Regions from separate parts of the Mus musculus genome. Here region 1 is linked to region 2. The links are chromatin contacts, called in public HiCAR-type maps. All regions are on one chromosome and are shown on one strand. The core of a region is the stretch at or near the end of the contact, and the rest is flanking DNA. Distances in the headings are between cores, read along the strand shown. Region 1 overlaps 6030407O03Rik (RIKEN cDNA 6030407O03 gene). Region 2 overlaps Gm29185 (a long non-coding RNA gene).

Region 1 (6,397 bases), core at 442-2,941, 400 kb after region 2:
AATTCACCTAGCGCGGTGACACTAATCCCTAACTACATTCTTAATATTTGCACTTAAACCCACTGGTGACTATACTCCCTCTTCACCCTCATGAAGGAAGCTTCTCTTCGCAACAGGCAGAAAACCACAACCAACAAAATGCAGTGGTTGCCAGTACCAAATGATATATCTGTAACCCAAGTCCTGTGCCTAAGGTTCAGGACACATTGGGGTAAAGACGATGAGGAGATTGTACGAGCGAAAGGAACAAGGAGTTTGCCCTGAGATTGGGACTCTGAGAAATGCCAGAAGCCACACTCATGAAGCCTCACTAACATGGCTGTCTATGCATGTGAGGAACAGGGACAACACCAACAGACATGCTGATGTAGACAGGGGGAAGGCCACAGGCCTCAACTCTGGACAAAGAGCCACCGGCAATCAAGGACTGATGCAATGGGAGAGATAGTCTTCTCCAAGGAAGAGCGGACCAATTGGTTATCCAATACCGAATGGTCAGTACTGAAAACATACATACCAGTAACGTTATAGAGCCCGAGTCAGTTGTTTTTATGTATTGAGGAGTGTGTATGTATGTGTGTTTTGTGCATTTTGTGTGAACAATTAAGGAAAGGGTTTAAAAGAAAGATGCGAATATATAGGAAGGTTTTGAGGGGAAGAAAGAAAGAGAGAAATGATATGATTTTATTGTAATTCAAAAACAAATCTTTTTACATTTATTTATTTTATCTTTTTTTTTGGCTTTTTGTTTGTTTGTGTTTGAGTCAGGATTTTTCCATGTGTCCCTTGCTGTCCTGGAACTCCCTCTGTAAGTCAAGTTGGCCTCAAACTCAGAGATCTGCTTGCATCTGCCTCTCAAGCCTGAGAATAAAGTCATGTGGAGCATGCCAGGCATTAAATTTTTTAATAGAATTTTTAAAAGAAAAAAGCTGGACGTTTCTTTGCTGATTTATTTAAAAAGAGACCATTTACTTTTGTTGCAGAATAAAGGCTTCTCTGATAATACCTTACCAAGTCAGTAAGTCCCCGCTGCTCCTTTTCAAATTGACATGTTGCTGGTGATGGAAATTATCATTTTAGTCATTTCTGGCTTTTTATTGTGCTTGAATTGCCATTTTTCATTCTCAAAAACATTAAGCTCTTTTTAATAGCATTTGTCAGTTCTCCAAACAGCACGTCTGCCTTAATCACCCGTTCCTGGCAGATGACATTTAAACTAAATTTTACATTTATATTCAAAGGCACTAGAAACATGCTAGAACTTCAAAGGAAATTTAAAGTAAATCTTCACTATTAAGAAAAATCAGACATTTACATTTAAATTTGAAGACAAAGTAACCTGGTTTGGGATTAGATTCAATTAGCATTTATATCCCAGAGTATGGAAGGAAAATCAGAAGCGCCCATCAGGGGAAAGTGTTCCACATATTTAGGAACAGAAACTTCAAGGTTATTGTTAAAACACTGAAATTCTAATGCTAATGATGAAAATATGTTTCATTATGTCCTATAAGTAGTAGTAACAAAAAGGAGGCCTCCCCACTAAATTATTACAAGGCTCTAGAAGAAGCAGCTAAACACACTAAGCAAATATTGCAAAATATCTGGTTGGGACTCAGTACACCATTGTTAATCAGTTACTTTGTAAACTGTCCACCTAACAGAGTCTAAGAGCAATTGCATCTGAGAGGAGATTGCTGCCAGAATGGGGCTCTTTCTGGCTAAGCCAGCTGCTGCTTCCCTGTGGTACTGCTTCTGAAGGCTGTCACATGGCTTAGCTTTATTGCCACACATGGACAGCAAGTCAGGTGGCTGTGCTGATACACGGGTGCAAGACCAGTTCCCCACCCCAAACCCTCTCCTGGGGAAGGAAATTGGTTATTTAAAATAATAGCAACTATCCAACAGCACCATCATGAGCTATCTCATTGACAGGGGTGATAGCACAGGGACAAATGAACAATACAGACTGTAAAGGGAGAAACTCAAAAGGGAGCTGTAAACCAATAGCTACACTCAAACTGTCAAACCTCCTGGAAAGAACCAACTCAGATCTCATTCCCAGGGCCATTGAGATCGCTCCATGGCTCAGGTTATTTACCCACTAAGCTTGATGCCCTGAGTTTGATCCCAAGAACCCACAGTAAGAAGGGGAGACCTGAGAACCCAAGTTTGTCTTCACTCCCTAAACAAGTTTGTTTGACCCGTATGCGTGGGATGTGCTTGGTCACGTGTGGGTGGGAGGTGCGTGGGTAGGACATAGTCAGGTTGTATGCTTCCCTGATTAGGTGTAGGAGAGAGGTACACAGGCAGGAAGTAGTCAGGATGTATGCTTGCCCATGATTGGATCTGAGGGAAAATGTCATGAATTGTGAGCTTTGTCTTTGTTTTGTTTTCTTTTGTTTTGAGCAGGGTTTCTCCGTATAGCCCTGGCGGTCCTGGCTGTCCTAGAACTTGCTCTGTAAACCAGGCTGGAACCCTCAAAGCTCCCCCTGCCTCAGCCTCCCAAGTGCTGGGATTAATGTCATGGGCCACCATCATCCAGACAGTTTTGCCTTTTTTAAGCCTCAGCAAAATGTGACTCATGGCCATTTCCTGAGAACCCAAGTATGGACCTGACTGGTATTTAATTAAAGCTGGCTTCAAATTTGGCAAATTTGGTCTCATTCTGAACAGATGGGATTAACAGAACAAACTTCTGAAAGTTGTTCTGTGTACGGTCTTCACACTCAGACTGCAGCATGCACATGTCCACACTCTCTCTCACATACACTCACTGATCATAAATAGCCTCTTTCAAAGAGAGATCATTCTCCAATGTCATAGGCTGTTTGTGTGGATGTTTTATTCTTTTGGGGCTCAGTGCAATATCCATCAACTGGTAAATTGGGTCTGCCCTAATTTGGTAGTATCGGTTCAACCTTAACACAGAAATAATAATTCCTAATTTAGGGAGACCTGAGCTACAACAAGGACCGCAGGTTCCAGTGCAGGGGCTGAGACTGCCCAGCCAGCATGAGGTACTGTTCTGTAGCCCCACAGGGGGAAAGAGATAGCCATGTACTGAGCTCCTCTAAGACCCATCCCCCTGATCTCCTGCACATGACCTCCTGCTGATTCTCAGTAACCTTGTGGGAAGACACACTCACATCTCCAGCCCAGACTCTCCAGTCCCCTTTCTGACATCTAATCATCGACTATGTGTTGGTTTACTCGAAATGCCCCCTTTTCACATGTCCTCCCAGTTACACCATCACCCAACCTCAGCACCATTTGAATCTGACTTAGCACGGAACGATATAGATGGAGGAGCAGGGTGAGTTTCTGGTTTTATTTGTCATTCTTTATCAAGTTCCTAACAAAATACAGAGAGAACTCACTCACCCAGGATCCCAGGGCTGCTTTTGTTACTTGTCTATGGAGGCAAGGATCTGTCACTGATTGGGGGATGCTTTCTATATAGTCAGGAACATCCTGCTTGTGTTCTTTAGTAGAGAAGCTACCTGCTGCAGGAGACTACTGAGCACTTAAAACATGACGGGGAGAGAGGCCCATTGGACTTGCAAACTTTATATGCCCCAGTACAGGGGAATGCCAGGGCCAAAAAGTGGGAGTGGGTGGAGGGTATGGGGGACTTTTGGGATAGCATTGGAAATATAAATGAGGAAAATAACTAATAAAAATATTTTTTAAAAAAAATTCTAAATCCTGGAAAGCTGTTATTTAGAGCTGGTGAGATCAAAGGTTGCAGAAGCCCAGAACAAGAAGAGCTAGATGGATATGGGATTTTAATACAATTTGTCTAACTTCAATGCCTACTGGTACGTCAATAGCAGTAACAGTAATAGTAATGACATAACTACATAGCACACATCTGCACAGACTACAGACTATTCTTACCAGCCAACCAGCATCCCTGATAAACAGGAAACGCTTTTTGTTTTTATTTGTATTAGTGATAAATTTGTGAGTCTGAGAAATTAAATGACCTGACTAAATCCACAGAGCTGGTCAGTAAACTGTCTTAGAGAGTACCCATGCTGTGCTGTCCAACTTGGTAGCCACTGAACACCCTAATTCATTAAAACAGGGTAAAACTGAAAATCTAGCTCCTTGAACTCACCCGCCATGTTTTAAGTGCTCAGTAGCCTCCTGCAGCAGGTAGCTTCTCTACTAAAGAACACAAGCAGGATGTTCCTGACTATATAGAAAGCATTCCCCAATCCGTGACAGATCCTTGCCTCCATAGACAAGTAACAAAAGCAGCCCTGGGATCCTAAGAAATACAGAGTCCCAGGTTGCTCTCAGACCTGGGGGGTCACACCTGCCCTTTAGCATGCTCCTTGGGAGGCTGCTGATCATGGTAATCTGTGAGAAAAACTCAGTCACTTCCTCTTCATTTTGCAGATGAGAAACTAAAGTCCAAAATGACTGGGCCAAATTGCTTGTGGGGTTGGGAGAGGGAGGACCCAGGGTCAATAGCCAAGACTCTAACCTCTGCTGCCCTGCTCCAGAGTAGGCATAGGGCAGAAAAGGCCTTGGTCGCACCTGGAAGAGGAATGGGGAGGGTGGGTGCTAACATCCCCTCCCTGCTACCACAGATGAAAGGGGGAATAGTGCTTGCCCCTAACCCCAAAGAGGGAGGTAATGCTAATATCAAAGTGCTCCAAGAAGCCTGTGAAGGGACTGCACTGGCTTTTGGTCTCTTATCCAAGCTGAGCTGCAATATAGGGAGAGAGGGGCTGAAGCAGGGTAGTATTCTCCTGAGAGCTAGGACTATAGCCAGAAGTGGTGATTGTGTAGATCTCTAGGCAGCCTCCCTCTCCTGGCAGGGGTCTTATCAGCCCCTGCACTGCTGTTATCAGAGAGATTTCTCTCCTAGGTCCTTTGAATCCCTAAACAGAGTCCCTCTCCAGATTCAGTCATACTCCCTCTACTTTAGTCTCTTCCTACAAATCTAATGAGAGTCAGCCAGACCTAAATGACAAGCAAATGGAGAAGGCAGGCTTGGGGCTTTAGAGGGGTTCTGAACCTCTTCTGACAGCCAGTTCCCAGCAACCCACAGCCTCCCCGAGGAAAGTTCCAAGGCCTGGTCAATAGAGGACAGGGCCCTCCTGACTAGAGTTCCCTCCAACTCCAGCAGCTTGTGTGCCTGTAGATCAGTGCTGCTGTGGGTATAATTATTATCTACCTTTCTAGCTAGAGTCCCCAACATCCACAAGTGGTGCTTGGGCCCTAAAATCCAGCCAGTGTAACTGAGAGGTAAACTCTCTATCTTCCTTTATGTCTACTCCTCTAGACATATGAGGCTAGAGGCCACCAGGCTGGACTGCATCACCTTGGATTACACTCTTCCTCCCCAGTGGCTTCAGACTTGCCAACTATAAAATGAAAGACTGAGATTCAGTGAGCTGACCCCCAACTCGGAATGACATCTCATGCGGCAGAGGTTTTTGAGTCCCCTTCAAATAACATCCTGTTGGTGGGTGATATCCAGCTGCCCTTCTGCCCTGGAGCTGGTGCCTGCTTTTTCTACCAATCACCTTGGGGACAAGGGAGTTGAATGACTTCAGCCAAATAAAGGCACAAATTGTCATCCTAGGCTTTCAAACTCTTTAAATGAGAAACAAGCAAGCATTGTCCTTGACAGACATCAGCATCTCAATCCATCCAGCCCACTTATTTACTGACCCACAATTTTATCACACCTGGTGGCTTTGAAATATGTCCAAAGTCTTTAACAACACACTATTGAGTTGGGGATGGAGAATGTCCCTTCCCTATAAGCATGAGCAGGTATGTAATTATTGGAAAAATGTGGCTAGATGACACCCAAAGCCAGGTTATAAAGAGTCATGCAGGCTCAAGTCATTCACTGTCTCCCTCCCTCTTGGAGAAGTGAATGTTCATGTCAGAGGTCCCACTGTGCTACAACTGTGATTCCAAAGACATCACAGATAGATGCTTCAAGTGATGCTACCCCAGCCAAGACATCAGACGGGTAGATGAAGAAGTCAGGTGAAAAGAATGGGTCTTTGAGCTCTGTGCCCAAGTTTGCATTATGTTCTGCTTGCCCGTGGTTCTCTGCCCTCCGATGAGATGCCTAACCTCTTCAACTTCCTCAAAATGGGATTCTTGTTGCGGCAATGGAACAGTGCTTGTGAAATCCTTAGCAGAGTTCCTGACTCAGGACCTCCTGTAGGGAGCACATCAAAATGAGGCAGCCATACATGTCATCCACTCGGCAGACCTTGGGACATTGCCATGGACACAGTGTGCTTATGAAAGTGGCTTTTGATGACAGAACTGCTGGCAGACTAGACTTCAGAGATAATAAATGGTTTGGATTTAGAGAGATGGCATGCCATGTCAACTCCACCTCTGCTTAAGATATTGC
Region 2 (6,168 bases), core at 1,156-3,655:
CAATAATCAACAGAGTTTTATTGTATGTTTTGGGAAGACTTGAGTTTTTAATTCACTGCATAAGCACCAAGAAGCACAATTAATGGAACAGATAATTAGGGTTTATTAGTTTATTCAAGAAACTGTCAAACTGTTGTCTAAAGTATCTGTTCTGTTTTGTACTCCCAGTATTGGTGAGTAGTCTTTCTGCTCTTTGCCCTAGACTGTCCTTGCCATTGTCAGTGTTTGGGGTTTGGCCATTCTGATAGATGTGTAGGAGCATTCACTATTGTTTTATTAAATTACCCAATGACATATGATAGTGAGCATCTTTCCCCATGTTTATTTCCATCTTGATTTCTCCTTTGATGAGTTGTTTGTTCAGATTATTTTGTCATCTTAATTGGATTGTTTGCATTCTTATTGTTCAACCTGGACAACACCCTTTTATCTGATGATCTTTTGCAAGTACTTTTTGGAGTCAATGGTTTATATATCTTTCTATTGTCAGTGACTTCTGAAGAACATTTTAAATTCCCATGGAATATAGTTCATAATCAATCTGTTAATGAATTACAGCTTTGGTATTGAATCTGAAACTCAGGGAGCCTAGCAGTGTCTTCTAGATTGTCTCAGGTTGTCTTCCAGCGGTTTATAGCTTTTTCTTTAGGTCAATGATTTGGTTTTTTTGTGTGTGTGTGTGTGTGTGTGTGTGTGTGTGTGTGTGTGTGTGTCCCTTGCCAACCAGTCACCCTCTGCTATTTAAGAGCAAGGATGATGATTTTTTTTAAACAAAACAAAACAAAACAAAACATTTTACCTTAACAGATGAAAGTTTCAAGTTAAGTTTATCTTTATGACCTTGTGCTGGTCATAAAGATCTGAATATCAGTTGTTTATTTGTTGTTTATTGCCTGTAGACATCTAGTTGTTCCAGCATCTGTTGATGTAAAGACTCTCTTCTCTATCGTATTGCCTTTGCTCTTTTGTCAATATCAGCTGACTGTTCTTCTGAGAGATTGATTAACCTTAAACTTTCTCCTTTGTTTTCTAATCAGTTTTTGAAGCATTTCTACCTTGTTTTTATTTTTGTAGCTTTATACTTGGTCTTGAAGTCAGCTCAGTCCTCAGCTTTGCCCTTCTCTTTAAATATCGTGCTGACTATTCTGTATATTTCCTTCTTCACAGTTTGTCATGGCCACATAGTTATTTTAACGTACTGTAAACATGTAACACAGCACAACAATGAAAAATCATACTATCCTGCAGCTCTAAAACTAAAGTGTTTTTGAAGTGGTATTAGCTAATTCATATTATGAGAAATGGGGGATGGGTAGGGGAGAAAGGGAAGGATGGAGGAAAGGTAGCAGGGGTCAGGGGAGTTGGGGAGGGGAGATGGAATTTTTCTGTGAGACAGCAGACCCTGTTCTGTCTCATCATCTGGATTTTAAGAAGTCAGAAATTCAAAAGTGGAAGTAGATTCCTTCTATTATTAATTACTAAAAGGTTATGGTTTTAAAGTGGGAGAGGTATAGCAGCAGGGAGCTTTTGGGTCACCAGCTTCCTGCCTTCTTTATGATGTAGGAAGCTTTCTTTAGCAAACTATGATCCACTGGGCTGTTGCTTTAACAACATCTCTACACTAATTCCTTGTGTAAAAAAAACCCCACATCTAAAACTTCAATTCTTTTCGCTTTTCTCATCTCTCTACCCTTGCCAACCAGTCACCCTCTGCTATTTAAGAGCAAGGATGATGATTTTTTTAAACAAAACAAAACAAAACAAAACAAAACAAAACAAAACATTTTACCTTAACAGATGAAAGTTTCAAGTTAAGTTTTGTTCTTCCTTTCCATTGTGTTTCTGGCTTTTGTTTGACTAAAATCACTTCAGTAGAATGGGGTCAAAAGTCTAAGGGTTTAGCTCACCAACTGATGGTAAACCTCTGACAATATACAAACCACCTGTTATTTAAAACAATACAGTTTTTTAAAATAATTTTTTACATTACTTAATATAATGTGTTTGTGTATATATGCCAAGGCTTCCATGTCTAGAAGAACATGGAAGCAGCTTAGAGGAAAATGTGGGATGCTCAGTTCTTTCTTGAAATGAGTTCTTGGGCTCAAACTCAGGCTGCCAGGCTTAGTAGCATATACCTTTACCCCCGGGGTCATCTTGATGGCCTGGAATTTAATTTTTTTCTTGAATCATGGTTTATTTTACCACCAAGTACAAAGTTCTGGTATCCAATATGCTAAGTAATTCCTAAACCTAGCAGTCTTTTATTCTTTTCGAGTATGGAGTGCAGAACAGTATGTTCTCTGAAACATGATGACAAAAACTGCTTAACAGTCTCTCTAGGGCTTCAGTGAGGTCTGCTCCCTATGCATTCTACATCCTGCAAGTTGACAGAGTTTCCTAGACAAAGTCCTCACAGAGCACTGAAATTTAATTTTTAAACTTGCTGATGATTAACTCCATGGAAAAGAAAATCAAGGCTCTTTATTTTTCCCAGGGATTTTAATGAATGTGCAGGAAAGAGAGATTGGTCTGGAGAAAGACTCTAAGACACTCACTTTAGACACATTTTTATCTTCAACATCTGCTCTTACCTCCTCCTTCCAAATTTTCCCTCTGCAGGTATACACAGTTCAGGCATTACCACCAAAGTTATCATAGGCTGGTACTTACTGAGTACTTCCATGAAGAAGAAATGATATAAAATAATTTGCATGCATACCATCCTTTTATCTGTCATCAAAGTAGCAGAATAAACTCTATCCTTACTTTCTCTGACCAGCTTTCAGTTGCTATAACAACATAGCATGCTAGTCAACTAGTAAGGAGGAGAATAATTTTGGTTTACCCTTTCAGAGATCTATACCTATAGGCTCCTCTATCTATCACCACGTGAGATGGGACAGTACTGAATAACTGGATGTCAACAGACAAGAATATCCATAGACATCAAAGTGGGAACATGCTCTCCTTCCATAGTGAGGTCTCCATATTGTTTCTCATGATGTATGCACTAATTTTTCTTTCTAACAACAGTGTTCAAAGGGCCCCTTTCTCCTTGTCCTCACTAGCACTTTTACATTGTTTCACTGAAAACATGCACTCATTTCAAAATTATTTATTTGTATCTCCATGTGCATTTGTGTGTGTGTGTATGACATAGGCATGTGTGCATGCTTGTGTGTAGTTGCATGTGCCCACGTGTGCACATGTGGAAACCAGAGGTTAGTGCTTGTCTTTCTCTTTTGCTCTCCACCTTATTTTTTTTTTAAGCAGATTCTCTTTCTGAACCTGGAGCTCACTAACAGGTGAGACTCACTGGTTGGCAGACTCCTAAGATCTTCTGTCTCTGCCTCTTGCTTCAGGACTGGGGGTGTGTGCATCACTCTTGAATTTTTAAGTGGTGGTAAGGATCCAAATTCAGTTCCTCATGCTTGAGCATTCTATCCAGTGAACCATCTTCCCAGCATCACTGCAGTTTTGATTTGTACTTTCCTAATGATTAGTGATAAGCAGTTTTTCCATCTACCTCTTGGATATTTATATGTCTTATTTAGAAAAAAATATGTGTTCAGATCATTTTAAAATCATCTTTCTCCTTATTTTTTCTTAAATTTTTTGAGGATTTTATATATCCTACATGTTGCCCTTTTGTTAGCTCTCCCATTGTGCAATTTCTCTCTTCTCTCTTGATTACTCTTTTTTGTGTAGAAGGGTTTTATTCTGATGTGTCCTCTTTGTTCATTTTTGGTTTTGTTTCCTATACACAGGTATTTTCCCCAAGACTTCTTACTGATTCCATTGTCCTGAAGAGTTTGCCCTATGTTTCCATCTAATTGATTTGTAGTTTGGGTCTTACATTTTAAGTCTTTTGTTCATTTTGAGTAGTTTGTGTAGTACGTGAGACATGAGTCTGCTTTCATTCCTCCAAGAGGTTACCCAATTTTCCAAAGGCCACTCTTTCTGATGTGCTCTTAGCACCATTGTTGAGACTCGGCAGGTTGGGGAGGTGCAGGTTTCCACCAAGGTTCTTTCCCATTGGCCCATGTGTCTGTTTTATGCCAATACCATGCTATTTAGGGGTTCTTTTATTTTATGTAGGACCCACAAATCATAAGACTTTATTTGGAACTTTATCTCAAATTTCATCTGGAGTTCTATTTTTTCCAACTGTAATTTTAAAATAGTCACTTGCTTATCTCCTCCCTTTTGTAACACACAGATGTTCTCGGGCTCCCCAGGGCATCATTTGCAATAGGAAATAGTATGTGTGTATGTGTGGGTGTGTAGTTTTGAGAGCAACCAAAACAAAAGCAAAATAACATGCATGCAGATTCTCTCTTCAGGTCAGGGTTATTATTCAGGCTTAGTCAGACCGTGCTATTTATCTGCAATGTCTATTCATAGTCTCTTTGTGTGTTTGTGCACATGGGTGTGCACAGGCATGAATGTGTGTGCATGTGTGTGTGCTTGTGTATGTGTATGTCTGTGTGTATGTGTACACATGTATGTCAGAGATAGAGGCTGGTGTGTTTCTGACTCACTTCTCTCTCTCTTTTCTCCTTCCTTCCTCCCTCCCTTCCTTCCTTCCTTCCTTCCTTCCTTCCTTCCTTCCTTCCTTCCTTTCTTCTTTCTTTCTTTCTTTCTTTCTTTCTTTCTTTCTTTCTTTCTTTCTTTCTTTCCTTTCTTCTTTCCTTCTTTCTTCCTTTTTTGAAACAGATCCTCCTTCTGAATGCAGTCTCACTGATTCACCTAGGATAGTAGGTGGTTGGCAAGCCCCAAAGGATCCTCCTATCTTCCTTGCCCCAGCCCTACGATGACAGATGCTATTGCACTTAGCTTTTATGTAGTTTCTGGGCATCAGAATTAAGGCCTTCATGCTTGCATGGCTAGCACTTTGCTGACTCAAGCATCTCTAAGCCCCATTCATTGTCTATTAACCAAGACCTAAACGATTGAGTCTAAAATGCCAGGGGTTCTTTTCTTCTGGACTGGATCAAAACTTTCATGTGTCACTCTATAAAATCTCCTGTCTTGACTCATCCCCTCGCTGACTTATTCAGGTCTTTATCCTTATGATGGGCTTGATGCTTAGTTGACAGGTGCTTCATTTCTTTATAGCATAAGGTAGAAAATGTTATGTAACTACCAACTGGTCGTTTCTCAATTTATACGTAAGTAAACTATCTACATCAGAAACTATTGTCTTCCACTTGTTAAAATTGGATGTGAAGAGGTGTGTGTATGTGAGTGTGTGTGTGTGTGTGTGTGTGTGTGTGTGTGTGTGTGTATGTATGCATGTTTGGGTACACATGAATCAGTGTATATTCAAGAGTGATGTTAGTTTTGAGGCCATCCATCCTCTCACCAGGAGTCTATTTCTTTGTTAATTATGGACATGACTTTTGAGATATGAAGGTTCCTGCAATGAGTGATTGAATCCAATGGACCATGATTGTTATGAGGAGAATAGTTAACTTGCAACTATCTCTCTAGTTTGTCCAGAAAAGAACAGAAATCTCTAGGCCCCTGACAGCTGTGGTTCAAAGGAATTTTCATACAAAACAAAACCAAGAAAGTACAGAGATATTGAACTTAGCAGGGACAGGACCCAGGTGAGACACAGCATTCTAGAAACCTGAAACAGAATGCTGTTTACCACTGCTGGAAGACTGGGCCTGGAGCCCAGGGGGAACTCAGTCTTAAATAAAAAGACCTGGGTAGGGCATAGAGAAGAGCCACTGCTCTGCAGAGTTTGGAGGATTAAGTCAGAGACACTCGGACTTGCTTGGCCAGGTTTTAAACTGTAGCAGGTTGGTGCAGCCACAGCCCATGGCCCCTATCTGGGCCAAACTGAGTGTCTGTGGGCTCACCTGATAGGACGCTGCTTTTCTCATTTCTGAGTTACTCTCTTAAGAATTCCTCCTCAAGTTTACTTTTAGAAACTTCATTCTGTATCCAGTTAACTTACTAAATTAAGCCTGAGTTCTATGGGGTTCAACAAAAAAGCATCTTTTTATCTTTGCTGTTTTTGTTGTTCCATTAATTTTTCCCCCAAAAGATTGACATGTAATATTTGTAGTTCTTTATGAGCTGCTGTGTGAGCTTTCCAGTTTCATTTACACTGTATAGATTTTTATGGGAACCCAATGAAGAGGCTCCTCACCT

The links. HiCAR-type assays count read pairs that join an accessible place to other places.
Region 1: a contact with region 2 is called in a HiCAR-type map of kidney, with 5 times the contacts expected there. The contact joins two enhancer-like sites. A contact is called at or near these places in 3 of 115 datasets of contacts at active chromatin or transcription factors (astrocytes, embryonic stem cells and kidney).

Annotation. Positions count from the first base shown.
Region 1 is chr1:73,628,825-73,635,221 of GRCm38.p6, forward strand. All of the region lies in intron 7 of 6030407O03Rik (RIKEN cDNA 6030407O03 gene), which reads right to left. Among named protein-coding and RNA genes, the nearest start is that of C530043A13Rik, 100 kb to the left of the region's middle. Within about 2 kb of position 1,692, at least 11 of the 459 cell types and tissues checked have an H3K27ac peak or open chromatin away from gene starts, as enhancers often do. A contact at or near this core is called in kidney, where this site is marked.
Region 2 is chr1:73,228,361-73,234,528 of GRCm38.p6, forward strand. All of the region lies in intron 1 of Gm29185 (a long non-coding RNA gene), which reads left to right. Among named protein-coding and RNA genes, the nearest start is that of Gm31197, 91 kb to the left of the region's middle. Within about 2 kb of position 2,406, at least 1 of the 459 cell types and tissues checked has an H3K27ac peak or open chromatin away from gene starts, as enhancers often do. A contact at or near this core is called in kidney, where this site is marked.